Regions from separate parts of the Mus musculus genome. Here region 2 is linked to region 1. A link is a contact called in public HiChIP or PLAC-seq data. All regions are on one chromosome and are shown on one strand. The core of a region is the stretch at or near the end of the contact, and the rest is flanking DNA. Distances in the headings are between cores, read along the strand shown.

Region 1 (4,217 bases), core at 1,668-4,167:
CCCAGGTTCTCAAATCCCAGAGTCCACACAGTGTGTGAGTGTGTGTGTTCTTTGAATCACTGTCCGGCCCTCCCCAGTGTGTGCATGTGTGTGGGTGGGTGCATACGTGAGTGTGTGAGTGTATGTATGTGTGTGTGTGTCCCAGCTTACTCTTGCAATGCCCCTGTCCCTTGTCTTCTGGGGCTGGAATTACAGGTGGGCTGCCACGCCCACCAGCACTTAGGTGGGATCTGGGGCTCTGAACTCTGATCTTCATGCCTGAGTGGCAAGTGCTTTAACCACTGAGCCATCTCTCCAGCCTTTAATGGCATTATATGGGTGCTGTTCTAGATGGACTTGTGTGCCCTCTTCATATTCGTTCTTCTGGAAAGAGTATCTTAAGATCTTCCACACAAATGAACTTATGGGAGTTCTCTCTTGACTGGATATCTGAACAGCATGCAACAGATGCACTAAGGCTCACCCTGGGCTCTCTGATCTTTACTTTAAGGATAGTAAGCTGAAAGAACATGAAAAAATAAGCACACATACACATGCACGCATGCACACATGAACACACGCATACACACACACATCCTGGAAAGAAAAAATAAACTAAAAACTCAAATCAGAACTCTTTGGTGTATTTTATGCTGTTAGATACTAATGGAAATAGAGCTAAAATACAATATGAAAAAATAAAACTATACTAAATAAGAAAGAAAGAAAGAAAGAAGGAAGGAAGGAAAGAAAGAAAGAAAGAGAGAGAGAGAAAAAACTGTCTAGTTTATAGCCAGAAAGTTAAGTGAGTATACCTTAAAAAAAAAAAACAGACAAGAAGGATTAGGCCTAAAGCTCTTAGTAATTCCTGGTTTGGCATTGCTCAACTAATAAAGTCATCCATCATAAGAAGGGAATGAGTTTCAGGATATGAGAGACCATCTATCAAAGACAGCAGGGTAGATGTCAGTGTCCTGTGGCTTTCAGATCTAAATCATACCACACAACATCCTCCCCACTAAAAACATGTGTTGGTGTGCGTGGGTATGCGTGTGGAGCCGGAGGATAACCTTCCTGTCAGGCCTTGTCACAATCCACCTTGTTTTACAGACCAGGTCTCTTGCTAGGTTGAAACTTACCAGCAAGTCCCAGGTATCCTCCTACCTCCAGCTCCTCAGTTCTGGGTTTACAAATGCACTCTAATACACTCAACTTTATCTGTCTGTCGTCTGTCTGTCTGTCTGTCTGTCTATTATTAAGTTACTTATTTACTTTAATCCCGATGGCAGCTTCCTCTCCCCATCTCCCCTTCTCCTCAGAAAAGGGGAGGCCTCCCCATATATCCAGCTTTTTAATGCAGGTTCTGGAGCTCAAACTCTGGTCATCACACTTGCACTGCAAGCACGTTACTGTCCGAGCCATCTTTACAGCCCATGTGCTCCCCCCACTCCCTTTTGTCAAGAGGACTTTGTATTTACAGTCAGATCATCTGTTTCCCAGAATGATAATTAAAATTAGTAAATTGATTATTTGCCAATATATTCATTTGTTTTGACCTAGGAGGAAAATGCTCATGTTTCCCTTCTCATTCTTGGCTTTTTTCTGTGATCTCAAGGTTGCGATATCTTCTGTATAAGGGTGAACATTGCTCTTTCCTGGCTGGGGCTTCCTACCCTAGAGCCTGCATTGTGTGACTTACCAAACTGCCATTGTTGCGTGCTGCTGTGGTTGGGAGAACATGTTAGGATGAAGGAAGTTCTTCCCCAGCATCACGTTTCCTTTCCATTACAGTACAAGCTTGGAATATTTAGGGCTGCACTTGTGCACGGTCCTGGCTTCAGGCCCTGGACAATGGCTGTTCTCTGTGAACGCCTAGCCCTTTCAGAGATTTCCTTTAGGGTTTCTATAGCATGTTTACTTCCCGATGGATTTGGGAAGTGAAGACCTCTGTGTAGAAGGCTTTGAAGAGACCTCAGATTAGCGTCACCTCTATGAAAGTGTCACTGGGCTATCCTTATGCCTGGTGCCATGACGGGTTATCAGTTTGAAACAGGTCACTGTTAGGAGCACAGCCCAGTCTGTAGCTACTGTCACAGAGCCAAGTTTGAGTTTCTTGAAGTTTTGGAATCCTCTTGTTTTTTTGCCTAAGACTTGGGAATGTAATGGTGTTATTTCTGTCACTAGATTCTGAATATCTTGAGGGTGATCTGTGTGTCTGATTTTTTTTTTCTTTAAATATCCTACAAAGGTCTCCTTCAGCCTGACAATCATTTAGCCAGTATCTTCTTGGGCCCTAACCTTATTTAAAAACAAAGGGGCTGAGGGGACGGCACAGTCCCTAAAGTACTTCCTGTACAAACTTCAGCTCCTGACCTTGGACCCCTGATAACCTGTACAATCCCAGCACCCGGGAGGTGGAAATAGGAGGATTTCTGGAGCTTTCGGGGCCAGCCGGTCTAGTCGATGGATGGGCGCTGGATTCAGTGAAAGACTTTGTTTCTAAAAGACAAGGTGGACAGTGACAGAGGAAGACTTTCAACGTTAACCTCTGGCCTCCTTACACATGCACAGACAGACACACGCACTAATGCACACCGATCACACACTACACGTTTGGAAATGTAGATTAAAAAAAAAAAAAACAAACCCCAAATCTGTAACTCAAACAATCACTGGAATTACATTTAATCTTCATTTAAAGAAAATACACAGTGGGATGGGAGCTGTTTCTCAGTTGGTTGTATGCATGAAGCCCTGGCTTTGATCCCTAAAACTCATAAACCAGAGGTGGTGGTGTCTACCTGTAATCCCAACACTTGGGACACAGAGGCAGGGTGGTCAGACGTTCAAGGTCACCCTCAGTGTCACAGTTAGGGTTTCTGTTGCTGTGACAAAACACCATGACCAAAAGCAACCTGAGGAGGAAGGATCTATTTCGCTTTATACTTCCATATCACAGTTCCTCCTCAGAAGGCAGTCAGGGTAGAGATGGAACCTGGAGACAGGAGCTGGTGCAGAAGCCATGGCGGGGCACTGTTCACTGTCTTGTTCCTCATGGCTTGCTCAGCTTGCTTTCTTATAGACCATAGGACCACCAACCCAGGGGTGACACCACCCACAGTAGACTAGTCCCTCAATCATCACCCACTAATTAAGAAAAGGCTGTGCAGACTTCTGCATAGCCTAATCTTACAGAGCCATTTTTTTTCATTGAGATTCCCTCCTCCTCTTAGAAGACTCTTGCTGGGGTTAAGTTGACATAAACTAGCTAGTTGACAGTCAGCTAGTTAGTGAGTAATTCAAGGTTGGAATGGGTTACAAAAAGAAATAAAAGGTTCTGACTTAAAAAAATTTTTTTTTTTGATTCTTCAAGACAAGGTTTCTTTGAGTAACAGAGCCCTGGTTGTTCTAGAATTTGATTGATAGATCAGGCTGGCCTCAAACTCAGATATACACCTGCCTCTGCCTCCTGAGTGCTGAGATTAAATGTGTGTACCACAACACCAGCTCGAAAATATCTATAATTAGCTGTCATGTGCTATCTTGTAATCTACACCTTTCATTTCACAATCCTAAACACTTTCTAATGGTCTTTACAAACACCACTCAAGAAGTTGGCTACACACGAGAAGGAGAGAACTGACTCCTGCAAGTGGTTCCCTGTCCTAGAATTCACACAGTGGCATGTGCACACCCACACAACACAGACACACAGACACACACAAAATAAATAAATGTAATAAAGAAAACAAAGAAGCTAGCTAATATCTCATTGTGTGTACTCACTACACTTTTCTTAATTCTACTTTTATTAATGTGCTTTTATTCTTATTTAGGTGTATGCAATTTGTCTGTGTCTATATAATGAATGCATGTTCCTGAATACAGTTGCTTGTAGAGGTCATAAGACTTCCTGACCTCCATCTGTGGACCTCAGATTCCCTGCAGCCAGTTAAGGGCAGTTGTGAGTAGCCTACCATGGGTGCTGTAACTGAACGTGGGTCCTCTGATAGAGCAGCAAGAGCTCTAACTTAACTACAGAGCCATCTCTCCATCCCCTCTTAATCCTGATCCCACCATTAGATTTGAAATTTCTTTCCAGATGTCTACCCATGGCCTCTTGGGGTCAGAGGGACAAGCATGGAGACCTTCAGGGCAGGTGCCTCTGGCTTTGCTGGGACAGACCAGTGTCAGTCTGACCAGTGTACTCACTGGCGTGGGAGACTGATGTGTACCCT
Region 2 (4,624 bases), core at 505-3,004, 170 kb after region 1:
ATCTGCTCCCATCTCTTGCTCTTGCATGGCCACTGTTTGCGCATTCTTCCCTGGCCTGTTTCCGTTTGTCACTCTCTGGTTACTTTCTTATATCTTAATTCCATAGATATGCTTTCTAGCTTCCTTTCTTGCTTTGAACTTGGCTGTGGAAGGGCTTCTTGTCCATAAAGGATTTTATATTTTTCTCTGTCTTTCTGTCTCTGCCTCTGCCTCTGCCTCTCCGCCCCCCCCCTCTCTCTCACACACACATACACACTGTCCCTTATCAGCATAATAATATCAATAGTCATATTTTGCCTCATGACTGCACGCACTGTCTGTCATCCTCAGAAGACCTTAAGCTGGCTGGTGTGACCTGTTCTCACTGTGTGAATATGCACACGGAGGTATTGTATGCATGGCAGCATCAGGTGCTAGTCCTCAGGTGCCTCTACCTGGCTTGTTTTGAGACAGGGTCTCTCATTGGCCTGGACTGGTTGATCTGGCTCAGCTGACTGGCCAGGGATCCACCTGAGCCCTCCTCCCCAGTGCTGAGGTTACCACTCACCACCACATAGGGAGTTTTTAAAATGTGGTTTCTGAGGATCAAACTCAGGTCTAATGTGTTCAAGGCAATTGCTGTACTGAGCTTTCTCTGAAGGTCTCACACTTGATGCTTTGGTTTCTCTTAGTGTCACTCTAGGGCCCAGAGAAAATATTATTGACTCAATTTTAAAACATACAAAACCATTCTTTCCCTCTAGCGCCAGATGAAGGGCATTGTGGTGATGTTTTTGCTTTAATTTCCCTCCCTCCCTCCGTCCCTCCGTCCCTCCGTCCCTCCCTCCGTTCCTCTCTCATTCTCTCTCTCTCTCATTCTCTCTCTCTCTCTCTCTCTCTCTCTCTCTCTCTCTCTCTCTCTCTCTCTCTCTCTCTCTCTCTCTCTCTCTCTCTCTCTCTCTCTCTCTCTCTCTCTCTCTCTTTCTCACAGCATGTGTGACTGCAGGGCCAACAAAGGCCAGAAGGGGGCGTTTAGATTCCTTGGAGCAGGAGTTACAGGTGGTTGTAAGCTGCTAGTGTGGACGCTGGGAACTAAATCTAGATCTTTTGCAAGAATACTTAACTGATTCTTGCCAGGACTTCCTCATACCCCAATCCACAGGCACACTTTCCAGCCTCCTCTCTTGCTTTTCTTTGCTGTAGGGGGCTTGGAGGGCACTCTTAACTGCTGAGTCATCTCACCACTGTGTGTCTTACTTGCTTTCAATCTGTTCCCCTTTTTATAAAAAACAAACCCTACCATTCCCTCAGTCTCCATTTCTGCAGTTTGGAAAGGTCTTGCCAGAGCTACAGAGCCAGGCTTGGAGACGTGGCCCTGGCTGATCAGTTAATTTCATCTTCTTGGCAGGATGCAGTTCAGGGATGGTGAAGTCCCAGGTTCATATAAGCCCCTTCCCCATGTTCCTGAGAGGAACAAGTTGTAAGTCTGAGCAGCTCATAGCATTTTCTCCCTAGAAGGAAACAACTGGGAAGCTGATCTGTAGGCTTAGATTTTCTTTTAATAAGTGTTCTCAAACGCTTAGACATCCCCCTCCCTGTTCTAGCCCACTATCTCAAAGGTAGGAGAGAAAAGATGGTAAACAGCACAAGGGGATGTGGACCTGTTTAGAAGTAGTTCCTTGGGGGTGATTTTAATCTCTGTTTGTCAGGATACAGCAGTCTAGTTCAGTAGTGACAGGGTAGCAAACACGAACCAGCAGTGGTGGCGTGATCTTGCAGAAACTGCCAGGCCTCTGCCAAATCAGCATGAACAGCGACCAGGACCAGCCAGGATGCCCGGAGTTCTCTGCCATGCATCTTTCAACTGCATGGAGATCAGCAAAGACGAAGAGTGGAAGAGAAGAAGGAAGTGTTGCAAACCGAGCTATGCAAGCGTGCCATCACTGTCCATGGAGTCCTATTTATACTCTGCCCAAACATCGCGTGTCCTCCCATGGGTCTTGCCTCAGCAAAACACCATGTGCGTCTGCATCACGTGACAAATGGAGACACTTCCAAGTCACAGACTCTAGCCAAATCCTTGTGAATAATCCTCCAGGTGAGACTGTGAGTGAGTCCTGAGGCTCTCCCTGATGGCACAGTGCTCAGCCAGCACATGGGAGGCGGATATCCACAAAGATTCAACCTTCTGGTGCCTATGACTTTGCCCATATCTGCACTGTTGGGCCAAGTGTTGTGATCGCAGCGCAGCTCCAGAAAGACCACCCCAGGCCAAACAGATCCACGTGAGGTTTATTGAGAGAGAGAAAGAGAGAGAAGGGCAAGGTGAAAGAGAAGGTGGGGGAGGGGGAGGGAGAGGTCGATCAGAGGGGCCTTCCTTTTATATATGGATAGTGACCTAGCCACAGGTAAAGGTGGGAGGTGAGCCGAGTGGATTATGGGAATATCGTGTCTGTTACCTTGGCAACAAGTATGCAGGTTGTGCTGTTGCCTATGTGATGTTACAGGTTTCAGAGGTCCTGATACCAACACCAAGTGTGTCCCTTCAGAGGGTTTCTGGTTCCAGACCTCCACCCAGCCTTCTCCAGGTGGCTCTGCAGACCTGCCTTCGGGAGAATGGAACTTCAAAGCCACTTCCCCACTAAAACTCAGCAGCCATGACTTTCCATAGGGCAGGAGCTTCATGTTCAGGACACGTGGTTTCCTCTCTGGGCTGATTAGCCAGCAGTGAGCCAGTGCTGGCTCCTGTGTTGCCCTCTGCATAGGCCGTCACAGGAGGTAAGGACCTTTTCATCTCCTTGGGACTTGTCTTTTTCTTTTGACTTCACCACAGGGTTTCATGTAGCCTAGGCTGGCCTTGAATCCACTCTGTAGCCAAGGATGCTCTTGAACTGATCCTCCCTTCTCCACCTTCTGGGTGCTGGGATTACAGGCACGCCCCCACCACACCTAACTATACATTGCTGGGAGTGGAACCCAGAGTTTTGTGCTCACCAGCGTTGATGCATCTCATTACACGGACTTCTAGCCTATTGCTTTCAACAGTGTGTGTCGGGTTGCATCCCTTCCTTCTGTATTTTGATGGTCCAGTCCTCAGGCTGAGTGCCCTAGGTGGCCACTAATGCAAATCAGGTTTGAATGAACCTCCTCTCATGACTTGTAAATCTGTGTGGGAGTTCCTTGGGGCTATTTACACACCCAGAGCTGGAGTAAGTTCCATACATAGTTTCGGGAGGAAAGGGCGAATTACCCACTGTAGGATTGTGCTAGTGTTCCTTTCTCTCCGGTCATGCTGAAAGAACACGTGGGACAATAGTTGATTATCAGCCAGTTTAAAACATTTTAGTTATGTAGTATGAAGTAATATAGTATTAATATTTTCTCTCACCTCCCCTCCCCCTCTCTCCCTCCTTCCTTCCTTCCTTCCTTCCTTCCTTCCTTCCTTCCTTCCTTCCTTCCTTCCTTCCTTCCTTCCTTCCCTCCTCCCTTTTCTCCTTCCCTCCTCCCTTTCCTCTTTCCCTCCTCCCTTCTCTCTTTCCCTCCTTTCTCTCTTCTCCTCCTCCCGTCTCTCTTTCCCTCCCCCTTTCTCTCTTTCCCTCCTCCTTTCTCTCTCTCCCTCCTCCTCTCTCCCTTTCCCTCCCTCCTTCTCCCTTTCCTCCCTTCCTTTTCGTTGTTGTGATGAGTATGGAACCCAGCGCCTTTTACACAGTAGGTTCGCTTTCTATGATGGACCTTTCTATGATGGTCCGTAAGGTTAGTGAGTGTTCTGATGTATATTTTTCTGATTCTCATTAGCTTGAGCATCTGCACCTGCATTTTGACTCACTTTCTTGTTTGTACTCTTTAAGATCATGGCTCCGGGATCGTTTTCGTCTTCATGTTTTCTCTGCAGCTCTCAGAACACAGCAGGTGTTGAGGAATGATTTAAGGAAAGGTCAGAGTGGCTCTTCCTCGAGCTTCCAGATTTCAAGGCCTTTTTTTCTGTACACATCCCTAGGACTCTGTATTGACCCACCCAGAACACATGTATCAAATCACTGCCTGGTGCCAATTTCCCCACACAGTGTGCTCTCTTGAAAAAGACTGAGGGGCCATAGGTCACTTTGTCAATGGGACAGAGGAATGAGATATCATCTACCATGAAACAAGGAGTGAAGGGTTTTATTTCCTTTTCCTTTTCCATTTCCTGTGTGTGTGTGTGTACAGTGCATTCATCTGTGGAGACCAGAGGACACTCTCAAGTGTCACCCCAAAACCATCAGCATCTTGTTTTGCTGAGACAAGGTCTGTCACTGAGTGTGAAGTTCACTGATTTGCCTCAGCTGTCTTGCCAGCAAGTTTCAGAGATCTGCTTACCACAACCACCCTGTGTACCCACGTCTGGCATTTTACGTGTGGGCTCTGGGAACTGAACGCAGGTTCCCATGTTTATGAGGGAGGCCCTTTCTACCCAAGCTATGTCCCAGCCCCTGAGCTATTTGCTGACTGCCAGCAACAACTTTACTGACTCAGCCATTTCTCAGCTCTGTTTCTCTGTTTTTGAGACACAAATTGACACATCTCAGTGAGTGTTAAATGCCAGAAAGCTCATAGATTTAATGTCAGAAGGGACATTCTTCTCCTCACTGTATCTGTTGAAGGTCCA

Evidence for each region. HiChIP or PLAC-seq counts read pairs in DNA pulled down with a chosen protein or histone mark.
Region 2: an H3K27ac HiChIP or PLAC-seq map of acute myeloid leukemia shows a contact between it and region 1, with 2.4 times the contacts expected there. The contact joins two enhancer-like sites. A contact is called at or near these places in 4 of 484 Hi-C or Micro-C datasets (the G1E-ER4 cell line, the N1E-115 cell line, epidermal suprabasal cells and 1 more) and 5 of 115 datasets of contacts at active chromatin or transcription factors (the HPC-7 cell line, acute myeloid leukemia, bone marrow-derived macrophages and 2 more).

What each region holds. Positions count from the first base shown.
Region 1 is chr1:128,573,279-128,577,495 of GRCm38.p6, forward strand. No RefSeq gene overlaps it. Among named protein-coding and RNA genes, the nearest start is that of Cxcr4, 17 kb to the right of the region's middle. Within about 2 kb of position 2,918, at least 7 of the 459 cell types and tissues checked have an H3K27ac peak or open chromatin away from gene starts, as enhancers often do. A contact at or near this core is called in acute myeloid leukemia, where this site is marked.
Region 2 is chr1:128,745,632-128,750,255 of GRCm38.p6, forward strand. No RefSeq gene overlaps it. Among named protein-coding and RNA genes, the nearest start is that of Gm23056, 140 kb to the right of the region's middle. Within about 2 kb of position 1,755, at least 37 of the 459 cell types and tissues checked have an H3K27ac peak or open chromatin away from gene starts, as enhancers often do. A contact at or near this core is called in acute myeloid leukemia, where this site is marked.